Linked DNA regions of Mus musculus: region 2 is linked to region 1. The links are chromatin contacts, called in public HiChIP or PLAC-seq maps. All regions are on one chromosome and are shown on one strand. Each heading gives the region's core, a stretch centred on a gene start, on an enhancer-like site or on the middle of the called end of the contact. The rest is flanking DNA. Distances are from core to core; before and after follow the strand shown.

What was found. HiChIP or PLAC-seq counts read pairs in DNA pulled down with a chosen protein or histone mark.
Region 2: an H3K27ac HiChIP or PLAC-seq map of oligodendrocyte precursor cells shows a contact between it and region 1, with 13 times the contacts expected there. The contact joins two enhancer-like sites. A contact is called at or near these places in 5 of 115 datasets of contacts at active chromatin or transcription factors (embryonic forebrain, forebrain, neural progenitor cells and 2 more).

Annotation. Positions count from the first base shown.
Region 1 is chr13:101,795,603-101,803,109 of GRCm38.p6, forward strand. No RefSeq gene overlaps it. Among named protein-coding and RNA genes, the nearest start is that of Pik3r1, 31 kb to the left of the region's middle. Within about 2 kb of position 5,834, at least 186 of the 459 cell types and tissues checked have an H3K27ac peak or open chromatin away from gene starts, as enhancers often do. A contact at or near this core is called in forebrain, neural progenitor cells, neural tube and 1 more, where this site is marked.
Region 2 is chr13:102,535,329-102,542,116 of GRCm38.p6, forward strand. No RefSeq gene overlaps it. Among named protein-coding and RNA genes, the nearest start is that of Gm29927, 54 kb to the right of the region's middle. Within about 2 kb of position 2,138, at least 49 of the 459 cell types and tissues checked have an H3K27ac peak or open chromatin away from gene starts, as enhancers often do. A contact at or near this core is called in forebrain, neural progenitor cells, neural tube and 1 more, where this site is marked.

The DNA.
Region 1 (7,507 bases), core at 4,584-7,083:
ATTGTGAGCAGAGAATCTTAGAGCATTGGGGCTGATTTGGGGCAGGGAGAGACTCCCTGGAAGGGAGAAAGGCCTTTCCTGTTCTTTTTGTAGTGTATGTATGATTCTGGCTTCAGGAGGTCCACTGTCCTGTTTCTTTAGCCAAATTCCTTGTCACACAGGAACTGAGATTGACAAAATGGTGATCATGATGGGGCAATGCCAGCCCCAGCATCAGAGTCAGAAGAGTGGGTGCTACATTGTCTGGGACTGCAGCCCCTGGGGTGGCATAGTGCACAATTGGAGTGGTTCTTCCCTCCTCATTTAAATATCTTGGGACTGTCCCACAGACACACTGCCAATGTGTCTCCTAATTATTCTGAATGCATTCAAGATGACAGTAAAGATCAAACATACATGGGCTGCCCCATATAGTTACAGGCCCTAAATAGAAATGCTGTGGGCGCACAGCAAACAGGAAAAACTTTACATATACATGAGTACCAGATCAGAGTAAGTAGAGAGACATTTCTGTTACAATCATGGAGATTTATCTGAGATTTCTATCTGATTAGTCCTCTGTAGTGTGTGACCCCATCACCGTAAGTGTGATGGCTAATTGTATCAAAAGTAACTGTGTAAGAGATTTCCCAGATATCCAGCCAAACATATTTTGAGTATGAGGGTGTTTGTGGATGAAATTAATACTTGAATTAGTAGACGTGGTAATACATCGTTCTCTCTAACATGAGTGAGACTCAGGCAGATTGCAGAAGCTTAGAACATAGAGGTTGGCTACTACAGGAAAGATGGTTCCTTCCCTCTGGGTACCTAGAGCTGAAGCATTGCTTTGCCTTGTTTCTCGTCTTCAGGTTACCCTGGATCTCTGGTCTTACTGGCATTTGCCTAGAGCTACTCCAGCTGGCTTCTGGTTAAGCCAAGTCATTGGGACCCAGCTTGGTGACCCCTGCTTTCCTAAGGTTCTAGTATGCTGCTCATTGAGCTTTGTCAGCTTTTCATAACAATACTAGCAATTCCTTGCAGCAAATCTCTTTGCATCTTCACACACACACACACACACACACACACACACACACACACACACACACTATTCCGTTTCTCTGGAGAACCCTAGTGTTAAAAGGAGCTTAGAGAGGGATGTACCACATTAGTAAGTTCAGGAAGCCAAATGTTAATGAATTTCCCCCCTCCTAATGAGGACTTAGAGTATTTTAGATAAATACTGAGCATTGTGAATGTGAATCACTTAATTACAGCCACAGTACATGCAGAAGTAAAAGCCTTCTGCTCAGGAAAGCTAGACAAACCTTAAGCCAGAAAGCATTGCTCCTACCCTCCTGGTAGCCACTAGGAAGGCTCTTTAACAGTTCCATTCTTCTTTGCAAACCTGCATCTCCGTGATACAAAGGTGGCTACTGGGCTCGCTGCTTGTCTCATACCGAAAGGCCAAGATGATGACTTACATCACGGTCCCAAGTCATAGGCACTGCCTGAAACATAGTCTAACGTTCCTGGAACATTCTGTGACATCTCTACTTCCTCACAGCCTGTGTAGAAGTCACAGGAAGCCTTTCAGACTCTGCTTGGTCCCAGACAGATAGGCCACAAGATTCTCCTGAGAAACAAGAAGAAACGGCCAGGAAGTTAGTTTTTTTCAAGACTGCAGAGATCAATGCAGAGCCCCAGGGCCTCCTGGGGAGGCCTCTGGGACTTTTCTTTATCTTCCTAGAATAGACAGAAAGGTCAGAGAGAGAGAGGGAAAGGCTCCTGCTGCACTCAGCAGATTGACAGAAAGTCTTGCCCCATTCTTGTGTATAAGAATGATCTAAGCCACTGGAGTCTCTCTGAGTTTCAATAAAACCAAACTCTCAAACAATAACTGATAAAACAGAGCTTTCAGGTGGACCAGAAACAATGACTAGACCTTGGGCACCAATGGTCCTGTCTTTGCTACTTGGCTGTACAGCTTAACCTGCAACTGTGTCATTGGAGGGAAAAGAAGAAGAGCTGAATTAGATGACTGGCTCAGACTCAAACAACCTAAGGTATCCTGGTTATCTCTCTAGGGTGGTTTTATCAGCACAATAAACCTGACTGTTTGCTTTGAAGGGTGGGATTTTTTTTTGACTGTAGGCCTTTGATTCTGTTTTGTAGCACTTGGTACACAACAGCCCCGTACTAAGTTCTAGAAGCATAAAACGAACTCCCAAACGTGTGGGGTCTTGAAGATGATCTGTAGTCTAGTTTAAGAAACTAAGCACCAAATTGTTCTTCTTAAAGGACACAACAAAAGGAAACCCACCACAGCTTCAAAACATGCCTTCAAAGACCCCCTTCCTCTTCCCACTGGGAGGTGCCCCTGGCAGGGGCAACTGAGAGTGAAAGTCCTGCCTTACTCTCCTGCATATTCCAAGTAAGGTTACCCGCCACACAGGACATCTGGCTGCTCTTCAACACTATGCTGGAGTCAACAACAAAGAGACCATCAGTAGGGACTCCAAGCAGCCAGTGCATGCCTCATCTGGGGCAGGAGCCCAGGTACCATTGACTGTACCTGTAGGCGAGGTCCTGGGAGAGACCTGCCTACGGAGACCTTTTTAGATTCTCAACCATAAAGCTGAGAACAAAAATGAAAGCACAGGCCTAAGCTGCTGGTTTGGGGGTAATTAATTATGTATTAACAGTGACTATAGTGATGTCTTCACCAACATTATTCTTACAAGAACCAAGAATTAAAGATATAATGGTAACACATTATCACGAGATTTTTTTATGTGTACAGCCCACTCCAGAAATGATAAATATAGATTAGATAGATACATACAGATAGAAAATCATTCAGCTGTCCTAAAATTTCCAAACATAGAATTATGCCATGCTCTAAAACTTAAAAATGTAACTTTGAAACATGGTTTAAAGTTCTTCAAACCAGAAATGCACATGCGAGATATGAGTATTAGGAAAAAAAAATCATCTGACTTAATAATGTAAAAAGAAAAAAGCCCTTAAATTACAGTTACTTTTCTATTTTACACTATTGGTGTGCTCTCAGATGACTGGACATTTGTTTCTGTTAGAAAAAAAAAGTCACGCTGAGTCTTCTCTTACTCTAACCACACTGAGGCACATTCTGGTCTGGTGATCAGAGGAAAACTAACTTGAAGATAAGAACAGGCTTTCGCCTCCTACCCCCGTGCTCCATCCTGTGGCATGTGATTCTTCCATTATATGTTCATAAATCCATTCTGTCTTTTATTTTTTTAATCTTAACACAGGTATTTTTAATGTGATCAAGATTCAAAGACTCTAACTCAAGTGGAGGTGAACCCCTGACCCAGCCCCTTCTTAGAATGACAGCTTTAGCCGGGTGGGGGTGGGGCAGAAACAGGCAGATCTTGGAGTTCGAGGCTAGCTTGGTCTATAGAGTGAATTCCAGGACAGCCAGGACTACACAGTGAAACCCTGTCTTGAAACAATAACAAAACAAACTAAGTCATACAGCTGCATGACTGGACAGGCTGTCGTCTACTGATCTAGGTTCCAGTCACTGCAGACAATTTAAGGTCCTACCTGGGGACAGAACTAAGCTTGCCCCTTCATTTTGACTTCTTTATTTGAAGAGCTGGAATTATGTTTCTGCCTGACCTTAGGAGTCATTGGGTAGGTTTGCAAAGGAAGCAAAAGGTTTTAGGATGAAGAGTCTGAGAGTTAAATACCAAACTGTCTTTGCAAATATGTAAGCTTTCAAATTTAATTAAAATTAAATTTGCTTTCCAAAAAAATTAATTTAATAATTTGCATCCACTCTGGCTGCATTTGCCTTTGTCGCTTGTCTGCATTCCGCTTTCTGAACAGAGCATTCACACTGTGAGTGAGGAAATGTCTAGGGGTGAGTGTGTCTATGGGGCTGGGTAAGCTCAAACCTTGTGCAAGATCCTTGTGGGTTTGAAATCAGTTAATGGGAGTGGGGAAACACTTGTTTCATGACTGCCTGAAGTACAGGTGGATGTAAAATCCACATGAGAAAGAGAGAGGTGCCATTTAAATAGCAAGTTCATGCCATGCTTCTTTTACATGGTGGATCCACTCTGAATTGGAACATGTTGAAAATGTCTAAGTGTGTCCTTGGCAAAATCTTTTGGAAATTTCCCTATGACAGAAGAAGAAGAAGAAGGCATGTCTGCATCTAATAGTGTTAGTGCTGGGTCCCAACTTGGCTAGGAAGAAAGGACCCTTCAAGCTACAGTTATGTTTCTAAGCCAGCTGTGGAAGGAAAGTCTCCCTGTTGGCAAAGTCTCAGGCTTCTCCCTTTGCTCCAACGTTCTCTCTGGTGCGAGACCTTCCGATCGTCTTCCTGTGAATTGTGTGTCTTGTTTTCTGGTCTCCCATTCATTAGGCGTTCAATCCCCTCCATTCTTACAGCCTCGGTGCAGTTCTCACATGACTTGTGCACATCTCATCTTCCCATCAGACAGTGAGCCCCCCTACCCAGGGAGACCTCCAAGACTGCAGATTCTCTTCTCTTCCTTCACAGCCAGTACCAGCTCTAGGTGGACCAGGTGCTCCAAATGCACTGCCGGTGGTCCTCCTGCTTTGTCAATGTCCCTTCCGAGATCTGCCCCTTTGTGACTTTCACTGCATCCTTCTGCATTTCGACTCGAAAGCTCTTCACTGTGGAATAAAGACTCTGTCGGCTGGTGCAAGGTGCCAGCGGACAGCATATGCCTGTGTGAATTGAATCATTTCTCCAGCACTCTGGTTTCCAGCTTTGTCTCTCATTTGCATGGTGTGTCCCATGTTCGTTTCATTTCCCTTCGGATTACATATGCAGGTGAGAAGGTGTCATTTCACCGCTGTATCTGTACTTTCCAAATGCTGTGCGGAAACCCGCTATGATTCTGCAGTTATTCTGAAGACAGTGGTGTGTTTCCAGGGCAGATACATTTCCTGACGTTGATAGCTATGAGTAGTTCATTCTAGGTTTTAAGTCCAACCTGGTATAAGCAAACTCTATTCAGGAGGTTTTTTATTTTCTTGTGTGAAGCATAACTCTACTCATTATGAATTATTGTTTTAAGAATACTAATGGCATAGGGATTGGTCACCAGAAACCAGAAGAGCATGATACAAAGACGTTTCACTTAGGAAAGTTAACTTTTTTCCTTTTTCAGTGTATGTTTAAAGATTTAAAATAACTGCATAAAAATATAAGCACATCCTAACTTAACGGCGCAAACTTTAAAAAGAAAAGCTCTGTCACAGATTGTTGCTTGGAAAGGCAGAGTGCAAAGGGCCTTTTTTTCATTGCAATATTTTCAAGTGAAAACGTTCTAACTCACTAGCAGAGAGAGTGACTGCTGGATTTTAAAGGCATATATATGGTCACGCTTGGTGCTAGGGATGGATAAATGCTGCAGCTAGCTATCCATCAGCGAGCTTAGCCAGTGGGCCACACTTCCCATCCATCCTTCTCCCTTCCCCGCAGCCCTTTAAGAGAATCCCAGAATCCTTTCATTCATTCGCATCTGCTTTATTTCATACAGTGTGGGGATTCTCCTTTGGGAGACCTTACAAATCCCCGAACGTTTTACACATCCGCAAATAGAGTAAGGCTTCTCCAATACATTCCCTTCAATCCTACCAGGAACAAAATCCCACTGGTCTCCATAGCAGACATCTATCACACGCACACACACACACACACACACACACACACACACACACACACACACACACACACACACAACACACACACACACAGCAAGCCAAAGGCGATGCTATTTACTCAACTTCCTTCTGCGCGGCCAGTCAGGGAACAGGCTGCAGCATTCAGGATAAAGCCGGCCCTGGCCGGCCCTGGCAGCCCGAAAGCCACCCCATTGTGATTCAAGATTCGGGGTGTAAACAAATGCAGCGTTAACAATCAGCAGTTTGCATTTAATGCTTTATAGCCGTGACTGCGCTGGGAAGAACACAGTAGTGTCTTCTTCGCTGGAACTGCAGTCGGGGCTTTATTTAGTTTTTGGGCAAGCGGCACCGGCAGCTGCAGGCGCTCAATGGGCGCTTTCTAGTCGGCGTGGGCCGCGGGCGCGTTGCCGGGAGCCGAGGGTCCGCCGGGCGGGCGGCGGGGGCAGGAGGAAGCGGCCGCCGAGCCTGCATCCCGTCTCCGTGACAGGTGCTGAGGAACAAGAAGAGAAAGGAGCCCTCCTACCCGTCCCCTCCGCCCCCCCCCCCCCCAGCCTGGGGCTGGGATCTGACACTGTCTAACTGTCCTGGGTTATTGTTATTATTGTATTATTATTTATTTATTAATTATTGCATTCTTGTTTCAAGAACAGAGAGCATTGGCGAGCACAGATGTACCCTGTGGCGTGGCCTTTCTCTGCTTGGCCAGTGATGCCCTGACTTTGCTTAATGACCAAGACTTGCTTAGATACAAACCAGAGGCTGCTGTTGGCAGAGTGCCTTCTAGATGCTTCGTGTAGTTAAATTAGGAAACATGCCGAGGAAAGAGCTGCGAGCCATGTTTCCTGTGGACCAAAGGGGATTATCTTCTCCTGATTGGGAAAGATAACTGTGTTTATTATCAAACATCGTTTACCGAGAACTTTGAGGTGCCAGGCACTGAATTTGTACTCGTTCCCTCGGTAGGTACAGCCCTTCAAAGTTTGATTGTGGCCTTTATGTTCTTTCTCTTTTAAAAGAGAAAATAACGTTTCAGAGACGTTAATCGTCCAACTTTTTACACTGCTTATAAATGTTACAGAAAGAAACCCAATCTTAGTAGGAGTATAAAAGTAACAGTCACTTTGTACGGGAAAGCTCTTAGTTAATGCCATACAGAGCCCATATTGATGCTACTTAGATGGCTGTGGCCCTAGCAGGTGACCTACCATGGGAACGCAGACTAAATTTATGATTCAGATACAAGGCACTGATCACTCTTTTCATTACAGAGGATAGTACAATTCTGGAAAATTATGCGTGCGAAAAAACCTCCTTTTCCAGTAAATATTTCTCGGCCTGGGCTTGTGAGCTTGGATGAAATGCTCCACTGCTAATAGGCCATATGATCTTACAAAGTTTTGGAAAAGATTTTTTTCAACAACAATTTGATATTTAAAGAAAAATAAAATAGTACAAAGAGCTTTTATAAACTGTCTTCCTGGTCCCTTATTCCTAACATTGTCCTTAAGGTACATCAGTCATGTATGTTTGTTATAATTTAAAAATTAATATTGATATACTAACCAAAGGCAGACAATAGTTTATTAAGATTTCCTTAGGGTTTTGTTTGTCTTTATTGGTGGGTGGGCTGGTTTGTTTGAGATAGGGTCTCATTCTGTAGATTAGGCTAGCCTGGGACTCACTTAACAAACTCACTGGGCAACAGCCCAGGTTGGCTTTGAACTCTTGGCGATCCTGAATCTGTCTCCTAAATGCTGGGAATGTAGTTTTGAACCACAAGCTCCCTCTACCTGTGATTCCCATGATACATTTATTTCTT
Region 2 (6,788 bases), core at 888-3,387, 740 kb after region 1:
GGCTTATGTCCACATCGTCAGGCAAAGTCTCTTAGTGCCTCATTGCCCTAGAGCTGATTCGGCTTTATCTTGTGCACAATAATATATGGAATTAGAAATCAAAACCAGAGCTAAACAGAAACTGAAGACAGCTTAGGAAGAGAAACTATCTCCCTCCATCCGTTTTCCCTTTATTCTGAGGCGTCAGAAATATTGGGAAGAAGTAAAAGCTTGGAAAAAGAAAATCCACTAGAGATCCCGGAGGATCTAACAGTGCCCTCACCTCACATCCAATTCAAAGTTAAAACAATCTCAACCTGTAGTGTAAGTCCAACCTGAAGGATTTCAACTTGAAGAGGATTTGGGTTCTTTTTCTTAACAAATTTTCTCTTTTTTTTTCTTTTATTGGATATTTTCTTTATTTATACTTCAAATGTTATCCCCTTTCCAGGTCTCCCCTCTGGAAACCCCCATCCCCTCGCCCTCCCATCCCCACTCCCACCCCCACCTCTATGAGGGTGCTCCCCTACCCACCCACCCACCCACTCCCACCTTCCTGCCCTGGAATTCCCCTATACTGGGGCATCGAACCCCCACAGGACTAAGGGCAGCTCCTCTCACTGATGTCCAACAAGGCCATCCTCTGCCACGTATGTGGCTAGAGCCATGGGTCTCTCCATGTGTACTCTTTAGTTAGTGGTCCAGTCTCTGGGAGCTCCGAGGGTGGGGAGAAGAGTGGGTCTAGACGGTTGACACTGTTGCTCCCCCCAGAGGGCTGCAATCCCCCTCAATTCAACTTCTTTCATAAAACGCTTACATTTTCAGGCTATCCTGTGTGTTTCCATGTGCAGTCAGATTACAGAGAAGCCCCATATTGGGTCTAGTGTCAGAACCCTCAGTGCCTCATGGGTGGCTATGTCCAAGAGCCTTGCAAACATTCGCCTCTGCTTAGAGATCAACCAAAGTTTCCACATTCCACAGACATTGTCTATACCCTAAGATAATCCTACTGGAATATTACTGAGGGTAATAAAATCTTTTCTGGTTTTGGGTTTGGTTTTGTTTTTTTTTTTTTTTTTTTTTGCTCAACAAACAAGATTTTGCTCCACCTGGATTACTTTAGAACAAATCCCAGCTCCTTCATTCTGCGGGTCGCGGGTCGTCTTTATTTTCTACAGTCTTTAAACCTGGAGGCAAGCCAGGTATGGTAGTGCATACCTTTAATCCCAGCACTTGGGAGGCAGAGGCAGAGGCAGGCGGATTTCTGAGTTCCAGGCCAGCCTGGTCTACAAAGTGAGTTCCAGGACAGCCAGGGCTATGCAGAGAAACCCTGTCTCAAAAACAAAAACAAACAAACAAAACAAAACAAAAACCTGGAGGCAAAAAGGAAGTCTCACGCAACACACTTATCCAACAGTACTGAACATCTATAGTGGGTTCAACAGTGTACCCCTAAAATTCAAGCCCCGCCCCAGGACCTCAAAATGTGTCTTTATTTAGAACTACGATCTCTGCAGATGTGATTAGTTAAAATGATACCATATTTAAGTTGGCTGGTTCCAATAACTGATTATTATATAAGGGAAAGTCAGACGAAGGGGTCTCTAGTGGATACAATTTTTGGAGTGACACAGCCATAAGCTAAGGAATTGAAGCTCTTATTCTCAGGAATGGCCAATGCATAGAGAAAAAAATCGGGTAGACTGGGCCCATGTCTACCGAAGGAAGCCAGCCTTGCTGAGAGCCTCGTAGCTGTGCTCTGATCATCCGAACAGTAACAGGGAAATCTCTGCTAATTGAAGCCACACAGTTTATGCTGATTTGTTTGGGTGGCCACAAGAAGCTAACACGTTCTTCAGTCAGGGCTTCAGATGTAACAGCACAAATGACCAAGAGCTCTCCTAGCTTGCTGTTTTCATGGAGAAGACAGAGCCATAACAAAATAAATGAACGTCTTCTTCAGAATTCGATCAATTCAATGAGCATGAGTGAAAAGCCAGAAACCTGTGAAAGTGTCCATTGTAGGTATCACCTCACATGGGTAGCCGTCAATCTGCCCCTAACTCTCCCTTCTACCGGGCCCCTAACACTGCGAGACCCTGTTGATTCTCAGACCAGCTTTTGTCTCTGCTTCCTCCTTCCATACGGTGGTCCCTTGAAGTTTGCCTTCCCCTGCTCTAATCCACAAAAGTATCTTTTCCTTCACATGTTTCCCAGCTTGAGAGTGCACAAGCTGAAGAATGCTTTTATCCCACCCCCACCCAGTTTGGACATGATGGATGGCGGTGTATTTCCTCACCGTACTAAAGAGCAGATCCGATCTGACTTAATTACAGCTGGAGCTCTGTAAACAGCCGCTCGTTACTGCCGAGCCCTGCGGTTTTCCAAGAGAACACCACAAATGACAGGAAGCTGCGAGGGGAAAACAGTCCCGGCTGCCTGTGGCATGTTCCTTGTGAATACAGATACTTCCATTCATCAATGAGGACCTTCTTAAAATCTGGGCCGCCAGCAGGAGAATGGTCTAGAAAAGCGCAGCAGAGGTCTGCGGCTTCCGTGTTGTAATGCGGAGGTGGTCTCTGGGGATGAATCTGAGATTCTCTGAGGAACAGCCAGGCACTGAGAAGATTTAGGGGCCGCCCCTGCCTCCACCACCCATCATGACATGCAGGTGTCAGTGATTTCACCTCAAGGGCTGGCCTCCAAAGGGAGGGGGAAAAATTCCACCCAACAGTGCATGCTTTCACGAGATGAAGGATGCTACCCCACCATCTGACAGACCAAAAGCTGTGGGAGAATGCAGAGTGCATAGAGGACTCCTCCTTCTCCTCAGTGGACATGTGTGCACCAAGAGCTGGGGGAGGCAGAAGGAGTGGAACTCAGACAAGAGCCCGGGATATCTCCAATACTCTGCATGGAAGTAGGTCCGTTGGTAAAATGCAGATCCTGGGTCACTAGACCTGGACAGGAGCTAGAATAACACACTCCGAAGGAGCTCACAGTGAGACCAGTATCACAGGCTCTAGAAGCCAGGAAGGAAGAGGATCAGTGATGGAGTATGGGGGAGAGTCCTGCCCAGGACACTCAATGTTCAGGAGCCTGTGTAACATACAATGCTGCATTATGAGACCTCTGCTTCCATGAAATCTTCGAACACAACCAGAGATAAACTACATTATGCATTAGCTGCAGTTTATCATCCAAAAGTGCAAAAATATTCCTACCTAATAGAAACCCAGTCAAAGTCCCATACCCCACTGCCTTTGTTTGGTACCTGAGATCACTGAACAAAATTCATTTCGCCTGCCTTCTACTCTGAATCCTCTGGTATATAAATCTTCATAACTTCTACCCCATTCAGCAAAGCCAGTTCCGTTCCTTATGTCTGTTATGTTTTACATTTTATTTCCTGATTCTATGAATTAGTAAAAGCTTATATCCTCTCTCAGTGTCTGGCTGGCAGTGGAACCTCAGGGCACCTAGGACTCATTCATTCAGGTTAATTATATTGTAATTAAATGGAAGGATCCTTTGCTTTTTAATGATGAATAATATATATAATATATGTGGATAATAGTATATACATAAATTATATATAATATATACAAATAACATTATGAATAATCTATATGAATGTATACTTACACATATACCATCATTTCTTTTTCATCAAAATATTTTATTTTTAAATTCTTTTCATTGTTGAGAATTCCATAGTGCGTGTGTGTTTTGATCACATACTCCAATCCATTCCTCTCCAATTCCTCCCCTAACCTTCCTGTTACTTTTCCCTCCCAACTTAGCCACTGAACCCACTTAGTGCTACCTGTATGTCCATGGATTTAGGAACATATCCTGAAGCATGAGTGGCCTCCTTAGGAAAACATCCCTGAATAAACAGATTCTTGATTCCCCATCAGGCATCAGTTGCCGCCAATAGTCCCTCAGCCAGGGGTGGGGATTTATGAGCCCTTCTTCCATGCAGGGATTTAAGATCTCACACTGGTCCTGAGCAGGACTCACAGCCACTGTGACCTCATCTATGCATCACTGCTGTCTTGTCTGGGGATGCTGTCTCTACTAAATCTCCATTTTTATAATTTCTTCATCCCCTCTTCAACAACCACTAACATCTCTCTCTCTCTCTCTCTCTCTCTCTCTCTCTCTCTCTCTCTCTCTCTCTCTCTCTCTCTTTCGTGTGTGTATGTGGTAGGGGGTAATATCCATGTCCTGTTTAGAGATGAGTACTTCACAGTCTCTCTGCACATTGGCCCTTTATGAGTCTCAATGCTAATCACCAGCTACTGAAAAACAGAAATTTCTCTGATGAGGGTAGAAATATTAACTAATTAATGAGTGTAAGGGTAAGGTCTCTGGGGCAGTTCATTTCTATGTCAACCGTCTTTAATTGTTTGTTAATAGACACTCAAGTTGTTTCTATAACTTGGCTGCTGAAAAACAAAACAAAACACCATGAACGTAAGAGTCAAAGCAGCACCCCAATGTTTGATCATTTAATTCCTTTTGGTATGCCCCATGAGAGCAATTCCTGGGTTTTATAAAAATTTTATTTTTAATTTCACTTGAAAGTACCATGCAGTTTTCAAAAACTGACTGTACCAATTTACATCGCCACCAAGAGTGCACCAGGGTTCCTGCCCCCTCTTCCAAATATGGCCAGTGTTTGTTTTGTATATGTACAAGAAGGAGACATCCTAACTCAATATGCATGTACAATTGATCTGTGCCATTTTTATATCTGTCTGTGTTTGGAGAAATGTCTATCTAGGTGTTTTGCACACGCTTTAATCAGGTTATTCGGGGTGTTTGGGGTACTAAAGTGGGAGTCACTTATTCATGGAAGGTGTTTACTCTTTACTGGCTACACAACCTGTTTTTCCCAATGAGCATATTCTCTTTTGATTTTGTTGGTTTGTCATAAAGAATATGCTTAGTTTGGTGAACTTTTTTCTCCTCTTCTGTAGCATGAGGTATTGGTGCAATTAAAAAAAAATTCATTGCTAGAGTTCATGTGCAGATTTTCCCCAGTGTTCTCTTTTATGTTTTCAAGATGAACACGTGAGCCTTTTTTCCATTTTTAGTTGATTTTTTGCATATTGTGCAATAAGAACTAGTTTCAATTCTTTGTGTGTGCAAAGCCAGTTTTCCCAGCCTATCTAGTGCCCTATAACACTCCCCATTGTGTCTCCTTGGTCTTGTTGAATCCACCATGTCCATTTGGATTTACTCCTGGCCTCTCTATTCTGTCCTAATGGTCTGCTATGATATTAGTGCCCTGTTGTCTAGCTAGCTCACCATTGCCTTATAAGGTTTTAATCCGGGAAGGACACAGCCTGCAGCTTTGCTTTGCTTTGCTTTGCTTCCTCGGTATTGCTTCGGCTACTTGGTTTTGTTATTGTTGCAGCTGTTAATGTGTGCTTCGTACAAATTCTCAGATTACTTTGTCTATTCCTATGAAGGATGCTATTGGAATTTATCACAGAGAGTAGGATAAATCTGTACATTGCTTTAATTGGTCTCAGCCTTCCTAATGCTGTGACCCTTTAATACAGTTCCTCATGTTGTGGTGCCCCCCCAACCATAAAATTGTTTCATTGCTACTTCATAACTGTAATTTTGCTACAGTTATGAATCGTAATGTAAACATCTGATTTGCAACCCTATGAAAACATCCTTCAACCCCCCAAGGGGTCACTACCACAGGTTAAGAACCACAGCTTTAACTGAAGTAAACATTTTATTAATATTAATTCTTATCCATGAACATATAATACCTTTCCACTTACTCGAGCCTTCACTTTATTTCAGTAATATTATGATGTTTTCAGCATACAACGAGGTCTCTTTCCCGTTTATGTTTATTCCTAAATATTTCGTTTCTTTATTTTTTATTATTTATAAATAATAAGTTAATAAAATATATTATTTATATATCTTTATTATTGATATTTAAATTTTACTTTTCAGACAACTTGTCATTTGTACATACAAATGCTACTAATTTGCATGATGGCTATATATTTTACAATTTGTATGTGAAACCAAAAATATTTTTAATTAATTTAGTGTATATGTGTGTGTCTGTGTGTGTGTGTGTCTGTGTGTGTGTGTGTCTGTGTGTGTGTGTGTGTGTGTGTGTGTGTACATGTGCATAAGCTTATGTGTACTACATGCATGCAGGAACCCAAGAAGACCAGAAGAAAGCTTTGGATATCCTGGAACTAGAGATTCCAACAGCTATTGAGTTGCCATGTGGGTGCCAAGAACTTAACCTGGGTTCTCTGCAAGTGCAGAGTCTTAGTTAAGGTTTCCGATGCGGTGGTCAAACACCATCATCCAATCCACTTGAGAAGGAAAGGATTTACTTCATCTTGCAACTGTCAGGTCAGACTTCATCACTGAGGGAAATCAGGTCAGGAACCCAAGGCAGAAAGCTAGAGGCAGGAAGTGATGTAAAAGTCATGAAGGAAGGCTGCTTACTGGCTTGCTCCTTGTGGCTTGCTCAGCCTTCTTTTTTATACAACTCAAGACCATCTGAGTTGCCGGTCTCTCCCACACCAATCATTAACAACAACAACAATGCCTCACAGATCTGCCTAAAGACCAGACTTATGGAAACTTTTTCTCAGTTGAGAATACTTCTTCCCAGATAACTCAAGCATGTGTCAAGTTAACATAAAAACTGAGCACCACGCGTAGTAAGCACTCTAAACCACTGAGCCATCTTTCTAGCCTCTCAACAGGGTGTGTGTGTGTGTGTGTGTGTGTGAATTTTTAGGATGTTCTTC